Linked DNA regions of Sus scrofa: region 1 is linked to region 2. The links are chromatin contacts, called in public HiChIP or PLAC-seq maps. All regions are on one chromosome and are shown on one strand. The core of a region is the stretch at or near the end of the contact, and the rest is flanking DNA. Distances in the headings are between cores, read along the strand shown.

Region 1 (6,377 bases), core at 90-2,589, 310 kb before region 2:
CAGTATTGTCTGCCATTTTGTTTAAATTATTACTATTACTATTGTTATGATTATTATTTTGGAGCTGTACCCACAGCATATAGAAGTTCCCGGGCTAGGGGTCGAATCAGAGCTGCAGCTGCTGGCCTACGCTGCAGCCACAGCAACTTGGGAACCAAGCCACGTCTGTGACCTAAATTATTATTAAAAATTACTGACTGCTAAGGCTCCTGGGATGCGAAAGGGAAATTTGGACACTTAGCATAGGTGACAGGGAAAATTCCCACGAGGGCCTAGAAATATTTTTCAAATCTCAGAATGTATAAATTGTATCATCCAAGATCCACCTATGAAAAGTTCACTCTAGATTATCAGAGCATAGCAACATCCTGGCTGTCAAGCTATATCCCAGTTCCCTCTCCTATTTAACATACAAAATATAATACACAAAACAGCAAACTCCTCACTGTTGCAGGATGGGACTAGTTCTTACTTCAGTTTCCCTTAGCTCTCCAGCAAATACTGCTATGAAAAGTGACCAGTTTTCTGTTTTATCTCCTTTTTCTCTCCCCAAAGTCCAATTTCCTCTATTTCCAATTACCTTCAACTGGACTGACTTCAGACTTAGACGCATTTATATAAAATCTTGTGATTTACACAAAAGGTTCATAATCAGAGGCTCAGAATGTAAATAAAGAGACATGTGAACATCAAATAGGAGAAATTTGAGCTTTAAGACAGTGGTTAGTTCACCACAGCTACCAAGCAGTGACCAGCTTGAGAGAGTTCTATTAGATACAGAAGTTTAAAAAAAAAAAAAAGTCACCTTCTCCATTTTCTTGAGGCTTATTCTTCTTCCAAAATTCAGATTCACGCTCAAGTTCTTCTAATTTAAAAGAAAAAGGTATAAATGGAAACAATTGTGAAATCTTTAGTAGAAATGGTGATTATACAAAACACAAAAATCTGCAAGAACCCAAAGAGCAACTTACGTTCTCGTAGTCCAGGGACCAACTTAAATATAATTTCCTCTAACGTGTTATCCAACCTTTCAGAGAGGAAAAAAGACAATATGCTAACAATGAAGACACAAAATCCAATATGTAAACAGTTTAAGATCTGTATCCCACACACTTTATAAAATTCAGAACATACACAGTCAGCAAGTACCACACTCAACTCCACTGCAGGTGGACACAGCAGCCTCCAGTCTGTCCAGGGGTGGACCAGATTACAGGCTTGTCCCCAGCTCTCTCTACAGGACTTTGAAATTGCTGCCTTGATTAAGGAGTGGAGTCCTTAGGTGGAGAGAATATAACACAAGTGACACTGCTCGTTCTGAGCCTGAGCCTCATGGGGCTCAACACATGCTTTGTTTGCCGTGCTGTCCTTAGAATCCTGCCACCGTGAGAACAAGTCCAGAGGAGGAGACACTGTGTCCAGGAGAGCCAAGCTGCGGAGCTAAGGCCATCTCAGACTAGTTCACGGACAGCCCAACCCAACAGGACAGAACCCGGCCCATGTCAGCAGGGCTGGGGCCTGACCAGCTGCTGACTGCAATCACCTGAGTAAGCCGAGCCAAGACCAGAAGAACCACCCAGTCTGTGAACCACACAGAGTTGTGAGGAATGATAAATGCTTTTATTATTGTTTTAAGCATGAAATTTAGGGGTATGGTTTACTATGCAGCAACAGCTGATACAGCCACTTTCAAAATCTCCACCACAAACTCTGGCTCTTTCCTATGCTGGGAATAACCTCCATTCCTCTCTTCCAAGAAATTTAAACCATTTGTTCTATCTTGCTAGATTAAAAAACTGTAAATATTTACCTTAACATTTTTCTTGCTTTCTTTTCCTGCTGCATCTGAGTGTAACCCTTCCCTTTCATGGCTTTCATTTCTTGGTCTCATGCCTTGCTCTTATAATACCCTTTTCTCTTATCTCCTTCACCCTGCTCAGCTGCATTACCTTCTCTGACTAAAAATACGTATACTTTTCTCACATCTGAAAAATCCCCCATACCTTGGCTTAACCTACTGTCTTTTCAACTGTTAGCAGTTTCTCAACATTTTCTTTCAATTTGAAAGCATAACTGACACTATTTCTGCTTCTTTTACTTGACTGAACTCCCCAAATTATCCATATCTTCCAAACTGAACAGATTTTTAAAATTTTTTAGAATTAAAATTTTAAATTTTAAAATGACTTTTTCATGTCATTTTTCTCCTACCTTGCTCTGCAGCAGTCTGTCAGTGCTGCCTGACACTGCCTCCTTGAAAATTTCCTCTCCTGGTTTTCTTTTTCTCTATTGACTTTCTGTCCCTAAATAACTTTCTTTTTCCAACCGCCTCTCCATCTGCGTATTCCTCTTTGCTCTGCTCTCTGAACTCTGGCCTTTTTCTACAGGTTGCCTTCCTTGAGGATCTCATCCACTTGTCTGGCTTCAAAATCTATATACAGACAGATAACCTACACCCCTAACGCACACACCCCATCTCTCTGCTGAGCTCAAGGTCAGGATTTCCAACAGATGTTGACCGCTCTCTGTCAAGACTCATCTAGTCTCCTTCAACAAAAAACTGAGCACCTCCGTTAGTTTTAAAAATTAAATTTAGAAATGATACCACATCACTCCCAAACAGGCTCAAAATGCAAACATTCTTAACCTACCTCTGTCTCTCTCTTGCTTCACACTCGCCTTCCCGTGCCAAGCCCCAGACAGCTCCTGCTCAATGCCTCTCCCACCCAGGCTTCCCTCCCCACCCCCCGCTTCCATTCTCTCAATCACCATTCAGAGGAGCAGCACAGAGATACTTTCCTTCACCTTGACATGCTCATAAGGAATCTTCCTTAAGCAGTAATTTGATCATTATCTGCCTGCTCATTTCTTCCCACCACCTGCCTTGGAGTGTTTATACAACTTGAGCCCACCCTACCAGCTGTAACTGGTACTACTCGCCTGTCACTCTTCTCTAGCCAACTGGCTTATTCAATTACTGCTGAGAACGCCTTGCCTTTTCCAAACTGTGTTCTCCCTCAAGCTTTCCATCCCAGCTCAGATACTCCTTTCCTTTTCCTCCTCTCCAACCAAACCAACCTTATCTTGTTCTTCAGGACTTACATACTAATGCATTCACAGTTTTCCTAGACTATTTAAGAGTAGCAGTATTTGAAAGAAGCATTATTTCTCTTCTTGTTTTATCAATGTAATCCATGTAAATAATTTACAAATCAAGCATTACGTTAAAATACAACATTCTCGGGAGTTCCTGTCATGGCTCGGTGGTTAACGAAATCTGACTAGGAACCATGAGGTTGTGGGTTCAATCCCTGGCCTTGCTCAGTGGGTTAAGGATCCAATGTTGCTGTGAGCTGTGGTGTAGGTCGCAGGCACAGCTCGGATCCCGTGTGGCTGTGGCTGTGGCTGTGGCCAGGAGCTACAGCTCCAATTAGACCCCTTGCCTGGGAACCTCCATATACCGCGGGAGTGGCCCTGAAAAAGGCAAAAAGACAAAATAAATAAATAAATAAATAAATAAAAAATAAAATAAAACATTCTCATGCCCCACTCTCCCTGTTTCTAATTCTTACAATCCCAGGGGCAACCATTTTCAAATCCACCCTGTCCCTGGGGGTCTAGTAGTTAGGATTCAGTGCTCTTAAATCAAACCTGTTTCTTCTAGTATTTACTTCCATATTTCTATATATATAATAGATTAAAAACAAAGCCATATTTTTCTGTCTAGCTGTTTCCCACCTCCTCCTAAGGAAGATGAAGGTCGAGCTCTCTGACATCACACTCTTACTACGCCCCTGTCCTTCCAACATATGTTTTCCAAACTCTCATCTTCCCAACAGACTTGATGCCATCTTTTAAATAATCAGTGTTTTTACATGATTATGATTTAGAAATATTCATAGTGTACGCTGATTATAGATATACCCTCACTCAACGTTTTGTTCCCTGGAGTTAGCAATTGCTTCTTTTTCTTCACTTTCTACATTCCCAAATTGTCTAAAAGAATTTCCTCTTACTATGTACAAACAGATCAGGGATCGAGTAGTTTCATTTCTGTCCCTGTTAGACATCATCTATCGCCAGTGAGAGGTGCTCTCCGCCCTCCTCATCCAGTTTAGGATTTACTCCCGTCAGTCATTAAGGCTTGCAGACACTTGCCTCCCCTGTCCCTCCCTCACTTGCTCAAGGTTATCTGGTAACACTAGTTAGATCCACCTCTCCATTATCTTGAGCTTGTACCTGTGGGCTGGAAAAAAAAAACACAACCACACCTCTTTGAATTCGTAACTACCACCCAGGTGTGCCTTTAAGGTCGCCAGGAATTGTGCCACACTTGCCCAATCCATTCGTCCTCTTACCTTCCTGGACAACATGCTTTTTTCTCTCCTCAAGCCCCTACAACCCCTTTTCCATCCTTACTCTTGGCTGACAGTCCCACGCAGTGAGACACATACTTCCACACACTCTGACCACCATGCTTGCCTATGGCATCTGCACACCTGTTTACTCTGCCCTCCTACCTGCTGCTGCAGATAGCCTGTCGAAGCTTCTATATGAAGCCAATCTCTTCTCTTCCACTATGAGGTTCCATTCCCTCTCGCCCACCCAGGGACAACTGCTTCCGCACCGTCCCCGCCCCCAACCCCCCTAGGATTAACTTTTTGCGCTCTCCTGGATCATCCCCTCCAAACACAGCATTATTTCTCCCGTATCAAAACAAAACAGAGGGGTTCCCGTCGTGGCTCAGTGGTTAGCAAATCCGACCAGGAACCATGAGGTTGCAGGTTCGATCCCTGGCCTTGCTCAGTGGGTTAAGGATCCGGCGTTGCCATGAGCTGTGGTGTAGGTCACAGATGCAGCTTGGATCCCGTGTTGCTGTGGCTCTGGCGTAGGCCGGTGGCTACAGCTCCGATTAGACCCCTAGCCTGGGAACCTCCATATGCCGTGGGAGTGGCCCAAGAAATGGCAAAGAGGACCAAAAAAAAACACAGAAACCATCTTGACTGTATGCCCACAAATAGCTACCACCCCATGCTTTGCTCCCATTTGTGGCAAAACTTGAAAGAGTGTTTATACTCACTGTTTCTAATTCTTCTTCCTGCCTTTCCCTCCCAAAACAATCCTCACAGCTCTACTGAAAGTGCTCTTGTCAAGGCTGATGACCTCCATGTTGCTAAATGCAACTGTCAAGCCTCAGTCTTCACCTTTCAACATCAGACACAGCTGACCCCTCCCTCTTCTCTGTATGGCTTCCAAGCCACACGCCCTGGCATCTTCCTTCTCCCACACTGACTGTGCCTTGTCGGCTTCCTTTGCTGGTTCCTCCTCCTCCTCTCCCTGATCTCTCATTGCTGGACTGCTCCAGGAGTCAATCCTTGGTCCTCCACTCCCCTCTGCACTCACACCCATAGGGCTCTCATCTGGTCTCACAGTTTTAAATACCATCTCCACACTGAAGACCACCAGATACCTAACTCCGGCCAGACCTCTCCCCTCAGTCAGAGACTTGTCTATTCACCTGCCAACTTCCTCTTCTCTGAAATGATTAACAGACTCAAGGAGTCCAAATCCAAACTCCTGACCCACCCATTCCCCAAACCTCTCTATCCTTGGTCTTCCTTATCTCTGCTCACAACTCCATCCTCCAGCTGCTCAGGTCAGAAATCTTAGTCACACTCTACTCTTGACCTCACGCCCAACTCCCGTGCATCAGCAAATCTTGCTGGATCTGCCTTCATACTGTATCCAGGATACGACCACCTCCTGCCCCCTTGACTGCCCCCATCTCTTACCTTCTAACTGTGCTCCCTGCTTCCACCCTGCCTTGCTACATGCTGTGTATACTCAACACAGTCATCAAAATGACCCTTTTAAACTAAGCCAGGCCATGCCAATCCTCTAACCAAAACCTTGCAGTGGCTCCCCATGTCACTCAGAGTAAGAGAGAACACCGTGACAGTGGCCTACAACACTCAGGACTCCCACGATCTCTGAACTCCTGGCCCACTGCCCAGCCGCCCCGGCCCCCATGCTGCTCCTCAGACAATTTGCAGGTGCCCTCCTGACTCTCGACTGAGGCCTGCTGCACTGGCTGCTCCCTAGATCTGGAACAAGCATTCGCATTCCCCAGATTACGCATGGCTAATTCCCATGGAGACAGCAAGTCTGTGCTCAGATCTCACCTTTTCAATGACGCCCATCCTCATCATTTTAGTTAAAACTGCCATCTGTCCTCCTTTCACACTCCTGATGTCCTTCCCCACCCCTGACAGCACCTTCTCCTGTCCTCCCTTTGCACTTTTCACTTCCTAATGTACCATACAAGTTATGTGTGAGATGGCTTCTTGTCTCTCTCTACAAAAATATTAATTCTTCAA
Region 2 (5,853 bases), core at 539-3,038:
GTTTCTGTTGGATGGAATCAAAACTCTTCACCCAAGCATCCACCCACTGGCTGTGTGTCTACAGCCAGTGACTGAACATTTCTATGCCTCAGCAATGAAAGCATTGGTCTTGCTTGAACTTGAGGGCACTAACAGCTCTGGGATTTGATATTCAAGATGCTTAAACAACCCATGACACTTCCCTCAAAAATACCTCCATAGTTCCCCTCAGTTTGGGTCAGGCCTGAAACAAAAAGGTGTAAGAAATGGTAGGAAAAGCTTCAATGACGACTTCTTACTTAGATAAAGAGCCAATGAAAATGGCAATAGTTGTCTCTACCTCAAAGGAAACACCAGTAAATTTCCTTTAAGTAAAACTCCTTTAGGATAGAACATTAGGAGACCAGAACAGACACACAGGAGTTGTTGGGAGGGTCCTTCTTCACCAGCCCTTTGGTTTTTTTTTTTTTTTTTTGGGGGGGGGTGTCAATATCTCATTCTGAAAGTTCCAGAAAAATCATCCCTGGGCTGCTTAGTTCAAGGAGGAAGAGAATGGCAGCTGTGTTTGTTGAGTGGGTACATTTGTGGGAGTGACGGACACAGAAAGGCCAATGTAATATCCTAATTAACACACTTCTCCATTCCGACTCCCTTTCTCTCACTCTGCCCTCCTTTCTTTTACTGAAAAACAAAGGAGGGGTTGTTTAAATGGCTATGGAGATAATAATTCCAGTATCTCCTTGAACTGTAAGGAGACCTAAATATTTTTACATAATTTAACACCTCAGAGATGAGAAACCAGAAACGGATTTTCACCGCACCTCAAAGCAAAGCTCTCAGCTCCTATGCAACCTGTCTCAAACCCTGATGCATCAGAATTGCTGAGTGCTTTGAAAAAAATACAGATTCCTAGGAACTCACCATAAAGCGACTCAGAATGTCCCACAGTGGGGTCCAGGGATGTGTCTTTTTGACAAGCTCCGACAGGTGAGTCTTTTATCCACAGCACCTGAGAACGCTGGCTCTCTGATCGAATCAAGGTCGTACCATAACTACATAGGTTGTCTCACACAACCTATCTCAAGACATTTCAGAAACTTTTTGAGTACTACTTGCTCCAGTAAGTATGCTGTTTTAGAAGGCAGAAAGCATGTCATGTGCTAATTATGGCCAGTGACACCATAAAACAGAAGTGCGTTACTGAATGCTTTCAATTTCTTATAATGATGGTAGGTGGCATGTCATGGGGCCTTTTTAGCCCCAGACATCACTCCAGAGAATTCCAAACAGATATAGACAAGGGCCATTAGGACCCAGATCCTTTCCTCTTGGGCTGTTTGCCCACGGGAATAGGATGTCCTAAAGCAACACTTCCCCCAAGTGACGTGTTGATAAGTCTGGTTATCAGAAAGATATTATTGGGGGTGTGATACACGGGGCATTTACATTTTCCTGATAGGCTTGGTCATATGAAAGCTGACAAAGAAGGAAAAGGAGCAGCGGTGTGGTGCAATGTCAACAGACAGCTGTCCCCTGGCTTCCCGATAAATAGGATGACTTGCATTGCTGAGCGGTGCGGTCACTGACAAAGGAATGGCCCTCTCACATTTCTTCCTGATTCACATATTCAGTGGGGTTACTTGCCCTCCCCTCCCTCTCCTGCTTCCCAGACACTGAGTCTGGAATGAGAATTCACCTGCCTCTGAGTTGGCCACAGGAGGGGGCGGGCTGTTACTTGGGTTCCCAGGTTGGAAGATTATCTCACCCGGCCCTAGCTATATAAACTGACGGCAGTGGAGGGGCTCCCAAGGGCTGACTCCAGGGTTCATCCCCCAGAAGAAAACCATACAGACGAACTTCAGGTCAACATGATGGTTCTGAAAGTAGAAGAGCTGGTATGTAAGGCATTATTTTACACAGTGGAAAACAGTGCAGCCTTGATTTTTATTTGAAAATTGAAATGCCCTTTTCTTTCAGGCATAATGCATAGGTACTCTGAATGTGTCATATATGGAAAATGGTTGGTTTATGTGGTGAAATAAGTGAAACTGGAAAAGATGGAGTTGCCAGGAATGAATTCTCTACCTACTTCCTATTTATTATCTTCTTCGGTTTTCTTACTAAAGTGTGGAATCACATATAGTTATCCAAAATGCCTTAGGGGAGAAGTTCTATTGCAAGAATATATATCTGGAAGCTACTACGCAAGGCAAGGGATCATCAAAAGTACCTAAAATGAAAGAATTTTAAATAATCTCGGGGTGGGGGGAGGTTGTTATGATTTTGCTAGGAAAAAATGTGATTAAGTGGATTAAAAGTAGATTTAAATACATCAACCTAACCTAAACCTTGATTTAGCCAAGACAGGAGGACAAGCATTTGAAGATAATCCCAGAACACTGAAGCAAGGCATCGCGGCCTGCCATCTGAGAGTGTGGGGCATGGAGGCCACTGTCAGCAGAGAGGGAGGCCCAGGGGCTCTCGCCGCATCCTCTGTGGAGAACGACCCCAGGACAGGCCCTGCTACTTCTGACCCTGCTGTCTCCTTCCCTTGCAGGTTACAGGGAAGAAGAACGGCGGTGGGGATGCTGGGGAGTTCCTTCCTGAGGATTTCAGAGATGGAGAGTATGAAGCTGCTGTCACTTTAGAGAAGCAAGAGGACCTGAAAACCCTTCCGGCCCACTTTGTGAGCCTGGGAGAACAACAGTGGAAAATTGAGAAAGAGCGCGAGGCCGAGGTAAGGACCGTCCATGAAATTCACCAGAGGGAGCTTGGAGGTGGAGGTGCCAGGCAGGAAGGAGAGGAGAGAGACAAAGTGAATGCAACCATTCCAATGACATTTCTTTACCAAATTCGAACCGATAAAGAGGCAACTTCAATGGGAGAAGCTGTAGGAAATAATTCTTTGGCAAGACTATGACCTCTGGATTCAGAATCAATCACTGAATGTCCTATAACCATGTTCTGACTGACAGACTCAGAAAGAGAAACGTGTCCAGTGAATTCCTGATGTCATATACTGCCAAGTTAATCCCAAGCAAGGGAGCCTCCTTTTTCTCACTGATGTGGTTTGTGGTCATTGTGATCACTCTTTGACTGTGGCCTCTTTCTGTGCTGACAAATGTATTGCTGGGTGAACTTTCATTACTTACTAACCACAGATGAAACATGCATTAGTGAGCTGTAGTTCCTGGGACAAGACCGTCTGTTTCATGAGCTCTGCTTAGTGGGGCACCTGAGAGACACTGGCATTGACATTTTAGAGCTTAAAACTTACCACTGGAGTCTTCTGAGTTAAAAGAAAAATCATGAGCATTATAGAAATAATTACAAAATCATCACTTAGAGACTAGATCCTATCTCTAATGAAAAGTTCATGCTTCAAGCATCGAGATGTGAAGATGAAGGCAATTAGCTGAAAAATTAGACCTCAAAATACCTGAATAAGAAATCACTAAATTGAAGTCAAAGACTTATTTTTAATTTTTTTTACTTCTTATTTTTCTGCTCACACCGTTCACATACCTAGCTTGGATCTTAAAGATTTTGTTTAGACACAAGCAGAATGCTTGTCAGTAGAACTCACTGTATTCTGAAACATGGATTTCTTTTTTAGCTCAAGAAGAAGAAACTAGAACAAAGATCAAAGCTTGAAAATTTAGAAGACCTTGAAATAATCATTCAACTGAAGAAAAGGAAAAAATACAGGAAAACGAAAGTTCCAGTTGTGAAGGAACCTGAACCTGAAGTCATTGTAAGGGTTGTCTGGTTTTGCAATATTACGCCTCGGTGTTATGCTAAGAGGAATGTCTGTTGGGGGGTTTGACTGAATGTTGGAAGCTCATGGTAACCTTCACCCTGTGTTTCTGGCTTTAGACAGAACCTGTGGATGTGCCTAGGTTTCTGAAAGCTGCCCTGGAGAATAAACTGCCAGTGGTAGAAAAATTCTTGTCAGACAAGAACAATCCAGATGTCTGTGATGAGGTAAGACTTCTACAAAGCACTGCAAAATCCAGCTCATTAATTTTGTGCTTCTTATGCTTTCTTGCAGCCTTGCTAATCTGGTGCCAAAAAATCAATCCACCTGAAACAGTCTCCCCAGCTGTTGCCACATATGCCAGTAGCTTTAACAGGAGAGTGCAGTGGTCCAAAAAGAGAAAATGCTGGATTAGCGCTATGGACTGCATTATTTTTTGCACTCTCATATACTTCTGACTGATTTTTCAGTTTATCTTTAATTGTTAGATCTTTGGGATAGACGTTTAATAAGGCAGGACTATTGAGTCCCCATTAGAGACATATATTATTAGAATTATCTTTTGAATCAAATACATCATCAGCTCTACACAGGGAATCCACAGACTGAAGTTTAAGTGCTGTCTCTAACACTATTTGCCTATTCGATTTTTAGCAGCCAATGTGCATCTTCTAGACCTCAGTTTCCTTATCTGAAAATAGAGGGCACTGGAGTGAAATAATGCCTCAAGGTGTTCCAGCACACACAGTCTATTAATTCATTTATATGAAGCATATTTACCAGAAATTACTAATCCTTTTTGTATCCTTTCCCCCATGAATTGAAATGGGGGATCATTTCTGAAGTTGAACTAAAAATGTCTCATATTTTTGTGAAAATGAATTGAATACTTTCTGATATCCAACCCAGCAACAGTCCCAGATGGAAGAAAACTGCCTGAACTGCATGGCAAATACCACACAAATTATGAAAGCACAAAAATACAAGAAAGGGAAATGTCAGCATTTAGGTAGTTTTGAACTTTTTAAGTTTACATGCCTTGATGTAGACCTCTAAGCACTTAGAAATGTATATTGCAGGAAACTCAAATGTTGGTTGCAGAAAAATTGTCCTAGTCGACAATTTTAGTAAACCTGACATTTCTCATTCATAAAGAAGCACTCAAGTTTCTATCAACTAGGTCGCCAGAGTCCCCAGCCTCATACTTCTTTGAAAGGATATATGCTCATTTTTATATGCATTGCTCTCTCTCTTTGAAATCTCTATTCTGACAGTATAAGCGGACAGCTCTTCATAGAGCATGCTTAGAAGGACATTTGGCAATTGTGGAGAAGTTAATAGAAGCTGGAGCCCAGATTGAATTCCGTGATATGGTAAATATATTTCTTTGTTTGGAAATGAGCCAAAATAAGTCACCTATGGCAAGGCTTGAGAAAACCTACAATGAAAATCGGGGCTGACTGGATTGAAAATTGATCTGAGAGAACTAGGCAAAAGCTCATTTCTCCATACAATGGGAAGTTGGGAGGTGGGACTAGGTCTCATGGAAAGTATTTTCCATACATACTGAAAAGGAGAGGAGTGTTCTGGGGGAAGGAAGGAAGTGAAATGGTTGGACAGGATTCAATATCCTATCAAAGACTTGTGTCATGATTGAGTCAGTAGCCTTACTGAAAAGTAATACAGTCCACACATGCCTTTCGGCATCCCTGTGCTTCCATCATATGTGGCAGACTGCTCCTGGGCTCTTGGCTGCCAGTAACATCTCAGAATTCTCTAGCTGCACCCTTTATGTGATAGATGCCAATTGCCATCAGTCAGATTTGGGGCAAGACTGCATACAAAATGAACTGCAGCTATGGAAAGTAGTTGCTATTCAGACCTCAATAATTCAACCACTGTGATTTCTACACAGACCAGTATACGGTATATTTTATGAACTGAAGACTGAACTGGGAAAATGCTTTATTTATTTAAATATAGCTCAATTCAACTTTATAGCAAAGAGGAAAATGGACTGGAAAAGTCCAAAGGTGGACTTTTCAAATTTGGCCAAAGCTGAACCCCAAAGACATATGCACAGAAAAGCAAAAAACAAAACATAAAGTTTACATGGA

What was found. HiChIP or PLAC-seq counts read pairs in DNA pulled down with a chosen protein or histone mark.
Region 1: an H3K27ac HiChIP or PLAC-seq map of skeletal muscle shows a contact between it and region 2, with 8 times the contacts expected there. The contact joins the enhancer-like site here to the promoter of ANKRD1 in region 2. A contact is called at or near these places in 3 of 5 promoter capture datasets (fetal liver, fetal skeletal muscle and liver), 19 of 47 Hi-C or Micro-C datasets (alveolar macrophages, brain, embryonic fibroblasts and 12 more) and 1 of 2 datasets of contacts at active chromatin or transcription factors (skeletal muscle).

Annotation. Positions count from the first base shown.
Region 1 is chr14:102,914,158-102,920,534 of Sscrofa11.1, reverse strand. PCGF5 (polycomb group RING finger protein 5) reads right to left here. Exons shown (of 10, transcript XM_021073244.1): 4 at 972-1,027; 5 at 806-865. Among named protein-coding and RNA genes, the nearest start is that of PCGF5, 90 kb to the right of the region's middle. Within about 2 kb of position 1,339, at least 13 of the 83 cell types and tissues checked have an H3K27ac peak or open chromatin away from gene starts, as enhancers often do. A contact at or near this core is called in skeletal muscle, where this site is marked.
Region 2 is chr14:102,608,773-102,614,625 of Sscrofa11.1, reverse strand. ANKRD1 (ankyrin repeat domain 1) reads left to right here and starts at 1,788. Exons shown (of 9, transcript NM_213922.1): 1 at 1,788-1,874; 2 at 2,537-2,716; 3 at 3,596-3,733; 4 at 3,856-3,963; 5 at 5,011-5,109. The coding sequence starts at 1,848.